Regions from separate parts of the Arachis hypogaea genome. Here region 2 is linked to region 1. The links are chromatin contacts, called in public Hi-C maps. All regions are on one chromosome and are shown on one strand. The core of a region is the stretch at or near the end of the contact, and the rest is flanking DNA. Distances in the headings are between cores, read along the strand shown. Region 1 holds the start of LOC112759156. Region 2 holds the start of LOC112759177 (putative serine/threonine-protein kinase).

Region 1 (4,593 bases), core at 1,740-4,239:
TTCTCAAAGAAATCAGATATTTCATAATGAGTGGTGTAATTTTTAGCAACATCTTTTGAAACAAAATTTGTCTCCTTTTCTTTGTCATTTTTCTTTAAAAATTCTTGATAAAGATCAATTAAGTGCCTTAGGGTACGACAGGTATGTGACCAATGGCCTTTTCCACTACAACGAAAATATTTATCCCACATCTAGTGAAATTGCTTCTTGGAAAATTTTTCTTCTTACCAAAGTTTTATTATTTACCTCTTCTACGATTATGATTTATCGTATTTGCTTCAAAAATGGGGCAGTCCCAGCTGAGAACGCTTCATAATTTCTTAAGAGCAATTCATTATTTTATTCAGCAACAAAAAGGTAAGAAATTATATCGAAATATTTTTTAAATTATTTTTCTCAATACTGCTGTTGCAGGAGCACATTCAAGGTATGGAAGGTCGAGAAAATTTTTTCTATGTTATTATTAATTATCTTTTTCCCACATAATTTCATTTGTGAGGTCATTCAAAATATTGCTGAATTCTATTTATTTATGGATTTAAAATCCTGTAAACACAAATGTGTCCATTCATATCGGGCATGAGAAAATATCACTATCTTTTGATGACTATACCTTTCTTTAATGTTCTTCCATATGTATTTAGAATATTTTAATGTGAGATATTCGTTTTTCAATCCTTCATCATTGACGAAGAAAGATCATGACTTTAGTTTTATCCTTTTGAAATGCTTTATTGTCAGCATTAATGGTATCTCCAAGATCCATTAAATCAAGATAAATTTCAGTATCTAATATCTATAATAAGTAATTCTCTCCATATATATTAAGAGTATTAAATTTAAGATGAGAAAATTTTGACATAATAATATAAATTTATTAGATATGTCTTTCTGAATTTTGTTCAAAACTTTATGCTGATAAAGTGGTGTAAAATAAAAAATAGGAAAGAAAAATAGATATAAAATAAAAAAGTGTAAAAAACTCTAGTATTAATATTCTCTAATATAAGTATTTCAATATAATTGAGATAATTCATATGTTTCTTAATAATATATTCACTCTTTCATGCATATGTTATTCTTGAGAGTACAAATATATGTTTTCTTATATTATGTTGTGGATCATACCATATGACTCTATGACCCTATTTATACGTGTACAAATTTACCTTTTTCCTATTTTCATTAAACTTGAGTCTTCCATGAGAATCTTAGGGATCTCCATTGTTTGGTTTTAATTTTATTTCATTTTGGGCCCAAACAATACCGCATAAGTATTTGTGAAATCATATATTATAAAAAAATAATTTAAAATTCAATGTGAAATTATCACTCCAATACTTGGTTTCATTTCAATTTAACGTTACATAACAATATTACAATGTTCGGTTAATGGATTTAATAGATATACAAATGGTAACATTTTACTAGTTTTTCTTTAAAATGATATGATATTTTTTTACTGATACTAATATCATTTCAAAGATTGTATTCAATGCAAGTTTTAATTTCAAATCAGTTTAGTTACCGTAAAAGTCAAAACTAATACCCAAAAAATATCCTATTGAAGTTGCTCTTATGCCGCTCATTCTTTGAAGACTTGTGCTTCCCAAGTTTCATTGAATGGTTGAAAGGGTCATGGCCAATTTAACGATGGGCATCCATATCATAACACTTCAAACTCTTCATCGCTTTTACTATTATAACCTATCCAATCTATATTGGGTTTTGAAAAATCAACATCATGGATTTTTTCGAACTCAACATACAACTCAATAATGAGGCTTGTTCTCTAGTTTAATGGTAGGTAGAAAATATTTCTTACTTACTAGCTTCATCAACCACATGTATTATTTGAAATTAAACAAAACCATCAAATACTAGCACAAACTACCTATACAATATTTGTCACTATCTTCAACACTTGATGAGCTATATTTTGAAAAAGTACACTTTTAAACAATAATAACAGATAGATTCTCATATAAAAAACTCACATCCTCATATATATTAGGTAAAATCTGACCATTGTAATATATTTTTAAACTAACATAACCTTCCATTCTATACTCATCACACTCACTCAAAGTTTTTCACTTCATATACAGAATAAAACTCTTAAAAGGAAGAACAACTCCAAAATTTTTCACTTCAAATGCAGAATAAAGCTCTCAAAATGAAGAACAACTCCACTTCTGCGTTTCACCACAAGACAACACAACACTTATTTTATAGTTGATTTTATATTTTTTAATTCCTACTAGCACAAAATGTTGCTGGTATTTTTACAAAATGTTGTCGACTTTTTTATTTTTCTGCAACGCGTTAATGGTGTTTTGACCAGATTATATTTTAAAAACATGCCGAATATCAAAACATCAACGGCGCTTTAAATTTTTTAATTAGAAAAAATTAAAATATTGGGGCAGTGCCATTTTGTGAATCAAACTTTGTTTTTATTTTTTTAATCAAAACGCAGGCATCATTTTGTATTTAAAGAATTAAAAAATATTGACATTTTGTGTCTTTCAAAAGGTGAAAATTGTCCATAGCAACGTAAAACTCACTTACACAAAAATAACGAAGCATATCACACAATTTATTACAATATAAAAGAAATGAGCTTAAATTGTCACTTTCCATTTAATGATTATATATACTACATGTATAAAAAAAATACAAATTTATAGGAAAAAATAAAATCTCTTCTTAATTATCTTTTTTTAAAAAATTTATTATTTGTAAGGAGTTTTTGTGTAATTTAACGAAGAATTAACTAAAAAACATTCAAATACAAATTCCACCAAAAATACAATTGAATGGAGTCAAAGAAAATCGATACAATAATAATATACAAAGAATTGTTAGTTGTTAAAGCACTTCTCTTGCCAAAATGCTTGAAGGATATGAAGGAATAATAATTAGTTAGTTATTGTGAGTGATTCTTTTTTTTTTTTTTAACTTTTTGACTTTGAGGCATCAAACTTTAAAATGTTTAACACCAGAAATTAAAAAAAAAAAAGTTGAAAATGTCTGCTTCAATCTTAGTTGCCACTTGTCTCCAACCATTTCTAATTCCATATTCTCTTCATCTCTCTCTCTCTTTCCAACTTCCACGATCTGCATCAACATTCATTCCCTCAAAACACATTACTAAGACTTGTCTGAATTTCCATTGTTCATATGATACTTGAATAGTTGTGTTGCTTTGAGCTTCTTTGTGTTCTCCACTGAATTCCTTCACTTCAGCTATGGCAACTCAGCAACAAGAACAAGACTTTCCAATGCACAAAGAACAAGTTGATGGTATCACTACCACTGCTACCGTAGCTCACACTGCAATTCATAAGGTAAATTTTCATTTATTTATTTGTTCATTTTTCTATTTTTCTTAAAGTTTACAGCTAACTGTTTCTACTTTCGGCAACTTATATATCTCCAATAGAATTCATATGGGGAACTGTGTTTTGTTCTTGGTTGATACCTTTTGTCATTGATCATATCTTCCCCCTGTTTCTGACCAATAGGAACTTTAGCTGTAGCTGAGTATTGGAATTTGAACGCTTAAAAGATTCCAATTATCCATGAGCATCAAAGCATACTCATAGTGCATGTAACTATTAGTACTAACTAGGCTGATTAGATTCCTAAACTACACTATTGAAAAACTTGTATAGTTTTCCTTTTGTTTCATTGGATGCCTATTGATTGGTGCTGGTTAAATTCCAAAACTACATTACTGGAAACTTCTATACTTTTATTTTTAAACTATTAAAATGGTACCTGAAAAAATCTGATGCTGACAAAAATAACTCAAAAGACGATTATGGATTCTATGGCTGTCCTATACACTCAGTGGCATATTTAAAAGTTACATGAAATTAGATTGTGTTCATGACATAATTTTGTGGTAAAACATCACATGCATAAGGCATATGCATTCCATGAGAAAAAGGGTAACCGTCATTGGTGTAAATCTTCATAATTGAATTGGTAATGCTCCATCTGAAACACATGTATGAGAGACATTTGCATCTGAAGCTTAACAAAGGCTATGTATGATTCTTCATGTATAGGGTGTAGAATCAAGTGAAATAACTGAACTACCTAGTAGACAACATGGAAGAAGGCAAAATCTTATGTTGGAGATACCTGCAAGAAATCTTGATGAAGCAAGAGAGGAATTCTTGAGAATTAACATGCCTTCTACAAGTCCTGCTTTCTCCAGTATCAATGAGTTACAACCAAAAAATAAATCAAATATTAAGGCCCTTATTCCCAAACTTAGCTTTAAGTTAGGGAACACTGAAAAGGCTTCCATTCTAGCACTTGAAGGTTCTTCCACAGAGGTGCCGAAAAAGCCTATGATTTCGAGGACATTATCTCTTACAAAGTTGATCACACCTAGAGGGAAGAAGATGTCATCTTTACCCGTGACACCAATTGGAGGAAACACAACCAATATGACAACATATGTGGTTAGCAGCGATCCAATTTTCTGTAGAATTTTCATAGTTAGCATGCTTTGATCACAATTTTGAAATGAGCTGCTCTCTCAATAACCATGATTTAAACATTTTGTTACCAAATGGT
Region 2 (4,556 bases), core at 2,056-4,555, 510 kb before region 1:
AACAAAAAAATATGAAAAAATCTTCTAAAATAATAATATAACATAATTCTTGGTGGCGGGAGAGATATTTAAATTGGAGACAAGAATAAATTAATGTATAAATAAATTAAGACAATTTGATAATCACACATTCGCGGAGATTATACAAGTTACTATATATGGAACGGGAACCTACATTTCTGCCCTTGCCTCCATTTATTCACATTTCACAGGACAGATTTTCATTCTTGTGGAGTTTCATGTGTCCCCATCTAATCTTTCTTTACAAGTATTATTCACACTAGTCATTTCTTAGGGTTTTTTATTTATTTTTTTTATTTGGTAATTCTAACATAATTATACTCCTAACATTTAATTAAATAAAAGTTTAAATATATGTTTATTTTTTAAAAATATCAAAACATATATTTATTTAAAAATTGAAAATATAACTAGAAAAATGAGTTAAGATTTTCAATTATTTTTATAGAAAAATATAATGCACATAACATTTTTCAAACAACAAATAATCTCAAATTTGACTTTAACTCAATAAGTAACCACTTGGTTTGACACGGAAACCAAAAAATAAAACAATTTGATAACGAATAATAAGTAAAATAAAAACAATTGAAAATGGAAATAAAATAGGTTAGGCTCAAGTGTTACACCAAATTGTCATTTTCTTTAGGTTATGACCTAATTTACATTAAAGATTTGACCATAAAAAGGAGTGACCCACCATTGTGGGTTGTGACCACGGAGAAGCAGCTCCACAAAGGACTTCCCAGTGGGCAAGGGCAATGTGACTCTGCACCCAACTCTTCAACAAAATAATGATTGAATAAATAGAATTAAATGCAAAGAAAAAACAAACCGAGAAAGGAGATCGCAAAGACTTTGACTAAGAATTTGGTGTGATCCAACTCTACAATTTAACCTCAAGCAATGAATTGCAAAGTTTTTAACGGGCAAGAGTAGAAGTAGTCAATGATGAACTACTTGCAAATGTTGCTCCACCAGAACTTGATTCTTCCGATGAGTGCATTACTTCCTGCCTGATTCTAATGTTCCTTAGATCCTCAACAAAACCTGGTTTCGAAATCTGTACACATTCCATGTCCTTTTTGTTCTTCAACATGTCTACAACCTCTGGCATCCGCGGTCTAATCTTTGCAGTTTCTTGAACGCAAAGCAAACCCACCATGAGGAATCGTTTCGCCTCCTCCCCAGGATAGTTCATATCTAGCACTGGATCAACCATTTTTAATAGATCATTCTCTCCATATGCTGCCCAAGCCTAAAACACATACATGTTTAAAACGTTTTTAATTTTGTTCTAATATTTTAGATGAAGTTAATGTCTAGTGATAAATTTAAAACAGATCGAAAACGTCAGGACAAATTAAGTAATTTATCCTTTTTATAACATGACAAGTTATTTACGTTCCTAATCCTAATTATGTCCAAAGATGTGTAAATGGTGAAATGTTACAACTTTCATACCTTCTCTACTATGAAACGTTCCATGTCTTCATAAGCACCAACCACGGGTCTTCCACTAATAATTTCTAAGAGTAGCACTCCAAAGCTGTAAACATCTGATTTTCGCGACACTTGTCCGGAACTAGCATACTCTGGAGCAAGATAACCCCTGTGCCAAATGATTTGAGAGAAAACCCAAAAGGATCAAATATAGCTTTCCTAGTTTGTACATATATTCATCTTAATCAACATATATATATGAGTAGCACTCACAATGTCCCAGCAACTCGAGTGCTGATATAAGACTTGTCATCTCTTAGTAGCTTTGCGAGACCAAAATCCGAGACCTTTGGTGTGAAATCTCGATCAAGAAGGATGTTGCTTGATTTGATATCTCTATGCAGAATATGAGGCTTAAGTTCCTCATGAAGAAACGCAAGAACAGAGGCCACACCTATGGACACTTCCTTCCTTGCTTCCCAATTGAATCTCATCCTACTTTCCTCCGAACCTATAAATAATAATAATAACAATTTCAAGGCTTTCTTCGTTACAAGCTCTAATTCAATAAATTAGGTTAAAGTACCTAAGAAAGTGTGGTGAAGGTTGTTGTTCTCCATGTAATCATAGACTAGATATCTTTTTGCTCCTTCTACACAGCACCCTCTAAGAATCACCAAATTTTGGTGCTTGATATTTGCAAGCGTAGCCAATTCAGCCACAAACTCCCTCTCTCCTCGCATGGACTCCATCTCTATGGAAAGCACTTTCACTGCCACCAATGTCCCATCCCGGAGCCCCCCCTTCACAACAAACCAATCAATCCCCTAGATCCACCTCACACATAATTTCATGCCATTCCACGTGACATTAAATACACAAAAGTACATATAAAAGAGTACGATATAAACAAAATTCAAAATACATGTAAAATATTATGTCGTCAGTGGATTTGTAATTGGTTCGGAAGTATATTTTTGTTCATCAAAATAAATTTTATATATTTATTTTAATATTTATAAATTTTAGTGTGTACTTAAACTCTGGTATATTTTTGTCTATTTGTTCCATAACTAAAAGAGTGAGAGGTTTATAAGTTATAACCTTGTAGACAGAACCAAATCCTCCTTCTCCAATTTTGTGAGAGGGATGAAAACCACGGGTGGCTGATGCCAATTCCCTGTAAGTGAAGACCCGAAAGCTTTCATCACTCTCGTCTTCCTTATTCCGCTCTTCTTCTGTTTGGTGAACCACACAAATAAACCAACTATAATTGGATGAAATTCAGACGTGGAAATTAAAGAGAAGAGGAATAAAAGAACACATTAATAATCACGTGGTTAATTACAAAGTATACATAATGATAATAGTACCTTGTTTGGTTTCTTCTTTGACAGAGAAACAAGTAGAAAAACATGAATGAATAATCTTCATCTCGCCAGAGAAGTAGAACAACTTCCGAGGATCTCGGGTTTTGGTGTTAGATTATTGAAGATTTTAATTTGGAGAAAATAAGTGTTGTGAGAAGGAAACATGTTTGAAAGAGTAATATTGGTAACTAGAGTAGTCTCATTTTTTGTCCGTAATAAACTAATAATAGAAAAACAAGAAAGGAAACACGGCACTCTCTAATTATCGTATAGTGGTGGAACCTTAGCTGTCTGGAGCGTTGAGCATTCATACATACATCATTCATATTTCGTTGACCAACGGAGTTTTCCAGTTTCCACAGCTAAAATTTCCATTTTTCTAAGCAAACAATTAATGCTTGCTCGTTGCAACCAAACCTTGTTTTGGATGCTTCTTCCAAAACTATTCCTCTAGTACTGCGGATTTAAAATTAGACTTTTGCTGGACTCAAGTAACTTATATAAAAGAAATTTTGATTTTTTTTTAAAATATTGTTTTATATAATAAACATCTTAAAATCACTTTTTTTTTTTTATATCTTTCACTTTGAAAATACTTTAGGACATTCATTAGTTAAATTCTGAAAGTCAAACTAATATTAATATTAATGATATTGGATTAGGCATATGGATCATCTTTTCAATGGCGTATTATTATTATTATTATTATTTTAAGGACATATGTTAAGATTACAAATTTAAAAATTTTAGATTTAGCTAATATATATTCTAAAAGTACATGATAAGCTTACCACTAGTAAAAAAATTTAAATATTTTTATTTAACGAATACAAAATAAATATATTAAAAATTTAAATTTTTTATATTTTTAATGAAAATTATCTTATTTTGTAATATTAACATGTGTCCTTAAAGTATATGATTTTTTTTTTTATGGTTGGTAAGATTCTCGACCCGAACAAGAAGAAAATGTTAGCATTCCGTGCTAACAAAACGACAAACAGAAGTTCACAACAACTCAAATCCAAAAAATAACAAACAATCAAATATACAAATAACCCTAAACATAAATTACTAAAGATTCCTACACCCTTATTAGCCGCAATAGCTAAGTAAAACACTACAAAATATCAACTAAGCAATCTGATACCACCTATAAAAAATTTTACTATGTAAGATCTCTTCTTTTTACATGAGAGAAAAGTCCTTGAAAGATGTCACCTTTACTGCTTACGGTTCGCCATTATTCTCTTTCTTATTCTTGTTATGATGGAAATCTCATCTATCTTCTTAGTTTTAGCTAGTTCCTTTATGAGATATGCTACTTCTGTTTCATCATTGCTGCAGGTCAACTTTAATTGAGTTCCCACTCTCCAAGTTTTGATAGCTTCATCTTCAGACTCTACCTCTTCATTTTCGCTACTAAGGTCTCGCACAAAACTAGTCTCTTTTTTCTCTCTGGTGAGCACTCGTCTAACTTCTCTTTTTGCTGATTTCTCTTTTGCGGATCTCTTCCTATTTCTAGAGCTATTCGCCTTCGTTCTCTTATCCATCACATGTTTATTAGCCACGATATCTGCTCTCAATCTTCTTCTAGGTCTCTCTGATATGCACTTTCATTTTTCTCCATATCTGATTTTAGAACATATATCAAACTCTACTCTTTTTGACTTTGTTGTCATTACTTTATCCATTAAAGAAGCTTCTATTTATAATAGCTTC

Evidence for each region. Hi-C and Micro-C count contacts between places; a contact is called where the count stands out from the background.
Region 2: a Hi-C map of an unstated tissue shows a contact between it and region 1, with 4 times the contacts expected there. The contact joins the promoter of LOC112759177 here to the promoter of LOC112759156 in region 1. A contact is called at or near these places in 3 of 8 Hi-C or Micro-C datasets (leaf and an unstated tissue).

The regions. Positions count from the first base shown.
Region 1 is chr16:40,394,540-40,399,132 of arahy.Tifrunner.gnm2.J5K5, reverse strand. It overlaps LOC112759156, which reads left to right and starts at 2,989. Exons shown (of 8, transcript XM_025807977.3): 1 at 2,989-3,350; 2 at 4,077-4,478. The coding sequence starts at 3,252.
Region 2 is chr16:40,908,451-40,913,006 of arahy.Tifrunner.gnm2.J5K5, reverse strand. It overlaps LOC112759177 (putative serine/threonine-protein kinase), which reads right to left and starts at 3,305. Exons shown (of 6, transcript XM_072220271.1): 1 at 2,838-3,305; 2 at 2,569-2,702; 3 at 2,051-2,267; 4 at 1,738-1,975; 5 at 1,486-1,633; 6 at 610-1,279. The coding sequence starts at 2,898. The coding sequence ends at 944.